Regions from separate parts of the Cyprinus carpio genome. Here region 1 is linked to region 2. A link is a contact called in public Hi-C data. All regions are on one chromosome and are shown on one strand. Each heading gives the region's core, a stretch centred on a gene start, on an enhancer-like site or on the middle of the called end of the contact. The rest is flanking DNA. Distances are from core to core; before and after follow the strand shown. Region 1 holds the start of LOC109046348 (receptor tyrosine-protein kinase erbB-3-like). Region 2 holds the start of LOC109055405 (ADP-ribosylation factor 3).

The links. Hi-C and Micro-C count contacts between places; a contact is called where the count stands out from the background.
Region 1: a contact with region 2 is called in a Hi-C map of skeletal muscle, with 5 times the contacts expected there. The contact joins the promoter of LOC109046348 here to the promoter of LOC109055405 in region 2. A contact is called at or near these places in 3 of 8 Hi-C or Micro-C datasets (red blood cells and skeletal muscle).

The regions. Positions count from the first base shown.
Region 1 is chrB6:6,320,253-6,323,771 of ASM1834038v1, forward strand. It overlaps LOC109046348 (receptor tyrosine-protein kinase erbB-3-like), which reads left to right and starts at 2,095. Exons shown (of 29, transcript XM_042725439.1): 1 at 2,095-2,251. The coding sequence starts at 2,152.
Region 2 is chrB6:6,038,697-6,041,832 of ASM1834038v1, forward strand. LOC109055405 (ADP-ribosylation factor 3) reads left to right here and starts at 1,309. Exons shown (of 5, transcript XM_042725437.1): 1 at 1,309-1,462.

The DNA.
Region 1 (3,519 bases), core at 845-3,344, 280 kb after region 2:
TTACAAGTCCAAATCTCTAACCATTAGGCCACAGCTGCCCCCAGCCTGCCAAATATCTCACGGGCATCGGCGACTCGTCGGCGATTCTCTCAGATCGCGTCTTTGCTCATTCACACTGTGTGATTGTCACTCGCGTGAACGAGCAACGATTTGCCTGTGATTTCAGGCATTTGTCTGCGATTTCTCAAAACCTGTCGGCGAGCCAAAAACTGGGCTAAAATCGTGCAGTCGATTGCGTCAAAAAGCACGTGCTTTTACCGCTACTCCACTGAAAATGACACTGAGTTAGCGTCGTTTATCAGTGTTAACTATCCCAATCACATGTTGGTGGGCGATAGTGTAAGTAGTCTCTGACAACAAAGCAGGCTTGCACTTAATGTAAATAGACATTCTGATTATTTTAAACATTATATCAAATGTTGCAATGGCTGACATGAGGCTTATGTATGTGTCCGTTTGTAAATAAAGGCTAACAAAATTTAATCCACAGCACACACATCTCAACATTACGATATAAACAGGACAAAAGCCTATTTAAGTCCTCTCTGTACAGCCTACCACTTTTACATTTATGAGACACTTCTATCCAAAGCGACTTACAGTGCATTCAGGCTAACATTTTTTTTTTATCTAACTTGAGTTTCCTGGGAATCGAACCCACAACCTTTTGCGCTTCTAACACAATGCTCTACCACTGAGCCACAGGAACACATGTTCCAGCTACATTATTATTTCCATACTTTTGAATTACGTCTGTAGAACACAGATTAAAATCACCCAAAGATGCAGGATCTTTATTATACAACTCTTAGAAAAAATTGTGAATGAAAACAGTTTCCAAACCAGGATTGATTAAATAAAATGTTTAAGGTGGGGCTCAACAAAGGTCTATTTGCATGCACATTGTAGATATCTATAAACGTATTTTGACTAGTCAAATTGTTAATTCCAGATATCTACATTGCAATTATGCCTAGTCACAAAGCTAAATGCAGATATCTCTAAATATAGTTCTTCCTAGTCAAAAATCTGATTGGGATATCCATAATTAAATTGCAGATATCTTTAAGTGGGTTTTGAATAATCATAATTCCAATTCAAGATATCTTTAAATATGATTTGCCTAATCAAAATTCCAAATATCTACAACTGTAATTTGACTAGTCATAAATGGATTGCAGATATCTACAAATGTATTTTGGATATCTTTAAAAATTTGGAATTAAAGATATATTAAATTGTATTTTGACTAGTCAAATCATATTTAAAGATATCTTGAATTGGGATTACGACTAGTCAAAACTCATTTGAAGATATCTCTAATTGAATTATCACTAGTCAAACTGTAATTTGAGATATCTCTAATTAGAATTTTGACTAGGCAAATCATATTTAAAGATATCTTGAATTAGAATTACGACTAGTCAAAACTCAGTTGAAGATATCCAAAAATATTTTTCAATGGAAGTCAATGGAAGATTATGACTAGTCGTAATAGCATTGTAGATATCTGGAATGTGTATTATGACTAGTCAAAATGACATTGTAGATGTCTTCAATGCATATTATGACTAGTCATAATCACATTGTAGATATCTTAATTCCTATGATGACGAGTCATAATTCCAATATAGATATATGGAATTACAATTGTGACGATCCGAAATTATATTTATGGATAGTCAAAAAAAAAATTTAAATGTTAAAACGGCTTGCCATACGAGACAGCGTTCCTGCTCGCTCGAGCCTTTTCTCTCTTTTTTTTAACTCAAACTATTGATTGTAGGCATATTAAAATTTTTGTTTAAATCAAAGTGTTAGATTTGAACTGACGTAGCCTATACCGAAGGATTAACAGCCTAAGTCTATAAACTTTTCCGCAACAAACGGAAATGGACTACCTGATATTTTTTCGTTTGCTCTTCACTTAATGTAATATTTGGTACATTTCGGATTATAAAGGAGAGAGAGAGAGAGAGAGAGAGAGAGAGAGAGAGAGAGAGAGAGAGAGAGAGAGACGTCTGTCAAATTTCTGTCAAACTTGGGCAAGCAGAAGTGAAGTGAAGGGAGAATCATCTCTTCCGCGCTTCTTTGGCCATATTTAACTGACTGCTCAGACTGACGGACTGACCTCACACTGGGAATATTCTGATGATGATGAATATGAATCCCGCTCTGCTGCAGATGCTCGCGCTGTGTCTCGTGCTCCGTTCACCTGCGCGCGCTCAGACGGAGGAAGGTAAACATGAAGGTAAATCTGTTTTTAAATCTGAATCTCTTTGATGTTCGCTAGAATATTGTCTAGTTGTCTAGTTTTTTGGTTTCGTCTACACAGAATTTTTTATGTAGATTTCAGGTTGTTAAATATTATTTTTGTTAAAACCACTGAATCCTAATGGAACATGTCCCAAAAAACACTACAGGAAACCATTATTTAATGGTTTTACTGATTAAAAGTTGATGGTTTGTAATGTTTGTAATGGCATTTGTAGTGGAAACCATTAGAATTTCTGTAATGGTTTCTATTGTTTTTTTTTTCAGCAGGATCATGGGTTTTGTGTTGTTATTTGACAAATGCAATACATTGATTGATGTAATACTGTAAGATAGTAGCGGCTGTTTGTAATTGTGGTGGGCCTATTTGGGAGGAAAATCCAGGGCCATTTTTTACTCCCAGTCTATCTATGGCTGCACATGCAATTAAAACGACTTTAGTAATGATGTGACTCTATCAGATGAGTTAGAGTTTCATGGTAGAACTTTGTATTTATGTTGTAAATAACTAAAACAGTGAGGGGGATTGCATCTAAATGAACATTAAATATACAGTAAATATTAATTTAAAAAATGTATAATTGATCTTATCTTGTAAAATCTGAAGTAGTCCTTTCTGATCCGTACTCTTTTCTTCGAATGTCAATTGAAGGGTTTATACAATTAAAAATAAAATTTTCCATGATGTCATTGTCATGTTATTTTACAATGAGCTGCTTCGGTACATATACTGAAACCAGAAACATAGCATATTTTTATAATAGAACACCTGTTCTAACCATGTTTGTTAGAAATGAATACAGTCCATACATGTCTTATTTTAGTATGCAACATGTGAATGCATAGTTTTCAGTTGACCATTGCACTCAAGTCATAGAAAAAGATATATGTCAAATGCCCCGTGAAGATAACGGGAGTTGTCGACCTTTTGGCATTGTTATGAAGTGTTCTGAGTGGAGTTTAAAGACGTCAGTATGTGTAGTACAGTGTGTGTTAAAGGCTCCCACACACATACTAAAGTCTGCTCCTCCAGGAGAGCTGAATAGATTCACAACTACAGTGTGTGTGTAGCCTCTCTGTTTCTGCTGTCGCCTCCACATTCATTGTACCTTCATTTATGGAAATACTCAGTTCTGAGCACTGCCAGACTCTTGGTTTACGTCAAAGGATCATTTGAGTGAACAGTGGACATTTAGGGCCCTATCATACACCCGGCGCAATGCGACGCAAGGCGCAGCGCAAGTG
Region 2 (3,136 bases), core at 59-2,558:
TTTTTTTCTCGATTTGTTTAAAGGCAAAGTGTGTGATTTCTGCAAAACAAGCGTCAGTAACCGGAACTAAAAAAAATAATAGTTGATGTCAAACAAGTTTCTTGAAAACTCCCCCGTCTTCCATTGCTCGTATAAACAGATAGCCCCGCCCCCGCCACGTCGAACCAATGAGCAACGAGCATGAAGTATTTTAAGATCCGAAAAGTACGCACTACAGCTTTAAGATTATTTTCTTTACAATAAACTTTAATAAAAACATAGATAAATGTGAATTATATAAATTTTAATCTATAGTCTATATAATGTTTCTGCACCATAAATAAGCTATAAAGACATTGCCTAACCTCTAGCCTATAAGTATAATTATTTTCTTTGAGTTCACATCTTATCTTTATATTTTTAAAGGGTTAGTTCACCCAGAAATGAAAATTCTGTCATTAATCACTCACCCTCATGACGTTCCAAAACCTTCGTTCATCTTCACAACACAAATTAAAAGATATTTTTGGTAAAATCTGACCCTCTGTAGACAGCAATGCAACAGGATTTTCATTTTTGGGAGAACTATCCCTTTACGTTATCCTTGAGTTATCATGTTATCTTTGCAAGTTATGTTATTTTATTATCACTTTTTATTACTGTTATTTTATTATCATTAGTTAATGTTATTTTAGTATCCCTACTATTATAGTTTTTGTTAATATTTTGAATTAGACTTTTTAATTTTCTGTTTTCATTGTAATTTAAGGTTAAGTGTTTTTTTGTGTGTAATATTGTGTATTTAGTTTTTTTTTTATTATTATTATTTAGCTTTATTTGAAATATATTTATGTAGGCTATAGTTCATATTAAGTTTTAATTTATTTTGTTTTAGTCATTTTAGTGCTTTAGCTTAAACTAAATGAAAATGAGAAATGCCTTGCCTTGGCAACTAGCTGAAATAAAACATTAAAAAAAATATTTCAGTAATTGTTTATTTAATTATAAGAAATTATATTTTGTAATGGTTTTAGTTTTAGTATAGTTTAACATTAACAAGTCTGAAGTAGACCGCCATAAACTATTTCATATTAAGCATCAGTTTAACAGTTTATTTATTGTTTCATTTCAAGACTCACAATGTCTTTTTATTTTCCCTTTTGTTTCCCTCAAATAGCCCCAAATGGGTCAAAAATGAATGCAGGCCTACACATTTTCTGCTTCAATACGAAAATGCTAGATATTTGCTAAGAATTTCCAGGGAATGTTGTAGTGAAGGACTGTTGTGTTGTGACACCTCAAGCATTTCCTTGACATGTCATTTGTTTGGCTATGCTACCTGACCTGACTGGAGGCAGTCTCGAGATGCGAAAACCAAACATCGCGAGAAATCCCCATCCAAGCCTGTGCTGTCGGCGTAAACTCTCGTGAGATTTCCTCTCTGTCTCTCCGTGTCCAAAATCGGCTGGTATCAGCTCGCAAGGTAATGCAGATACTTCAGTTATTGTGTTTGCTTTAAAATGAAGCTTTTGGAAGTGGTTCCGACGGTTTGAAATGTTGTCTGTACGTTTGGTGAAACATGACAGCGCGTCTTATATTGCTGCTGGAAACAGAAAGGAGCAGGCCTTCCGCGAGGCACGCACCGTCTCTCTATCTCTCCAAATGAATGAAGATCTGTATTACAGATGATGTGCTTGCTGTCTTACGCCTCTTCAGATATTATGACGGCTCGTATTGCGCTCGGGTTTGAATTGATTCTGGTTTGCTTTTGCATGAATTGTAGTGATATTGCATAAGAACAATTTCATCCATCTGCTTCGTGCCAAACGCCTCTCTTCACGGAGAAGCTCCGATCTTTGTATCCTGCGCCGACATTGTCAAAGGGTCGTAGGCCTTTATGAGCTCCAGCAGTAATCTAAATGATTAATTTAGCGCCATATTAATGTTTTTAAAGACCATCGTATTAGATATCATGTGATAGCGCAGTTGTATTTCGATGTCTCGTGACTACATTGTTGGGGTCTGTTGCAGGGGTTTGAGGAGAATCATTTAATAACGAGGATGCCTTTAATAAACGACGAAGTCTGTTACAAAAAAATAGTTGGAAATTATATTCGTGATGTGTTTCGTGTGGAAGGGGTTTTCTGGAGGTGGGTCGGGCGTCAGCACCATGGACAGCTCAGCCGGAGTCAGACCCCCGCAGCATCATGATCAGATTATTATTCCTCACAAACACCTTCTCGTATTACTGTCTTAGTAGACACATTTACATGTGCATTAAGTATACTTTCATGCTGGTTATGCAGCTTTAATATTGTTACCTTCTGTCTTGATTTTAAAGGGGAGGCCAAGGCTAGTTGTCACACTTCTGTCATTATTACTACTTTAAAAGTCAGCTTTTTTCAAGGCATGGTTTACGAAACAGAATCTATTTAACATTTCCACTGTGGCTAGGAAAATAGAAAGATACAAATCAACATAACCCAGTCACAATATGGACACACTGCTAGAGATAATATAGATTTGTGTATTTGGACATTTGACTCAAAGCCTTACAGTTCCTTTGATAAAGCCACTGTGTGACTAACCTCAGGCTCCCTTAAACACGTTTGATTTTAAATCGAAGCTTTATATACTGACAGTTCGTGAATTAGGACAAGTCGGTTACCGGGGAATGTGTTCTACATCTCGGATTACTCCATCTGGGAATGTTCAGGGATGACTAGTGGGGGTTTATATGAGAGGGATGAACAGATTGCTGGATGGCCTGAAGACATGGCAGGATCATAGTTTCTTCAGTTCAGTATGAAGCTTGTACACATAAAGCAGTCTAGTGAAGATCAGAAATGTATATGCATCCAAAAGCATCATGTTCATTCAGTCTGCTTGCAACTTCCAAATGCGTCTTTGATAACCAGCGGGTGAAAGAATGTTCATCATTTACATGTTAAATTCGCACTTGACCGCACACTTTATGTAGATCATTTGTTCAATATGAGGGTGCATATTTGTATCTAAAGCATGCATATTTGTACCATAACGGTATGTATTAGTATCTATAAAAAGTAAATATTAACACCTAAAAGGAACAAAAAGTACCTTTTCAAAAATGACAGCATTTGTACCTTTTTGGAATCAAGTCTCTCATTCTTATTTG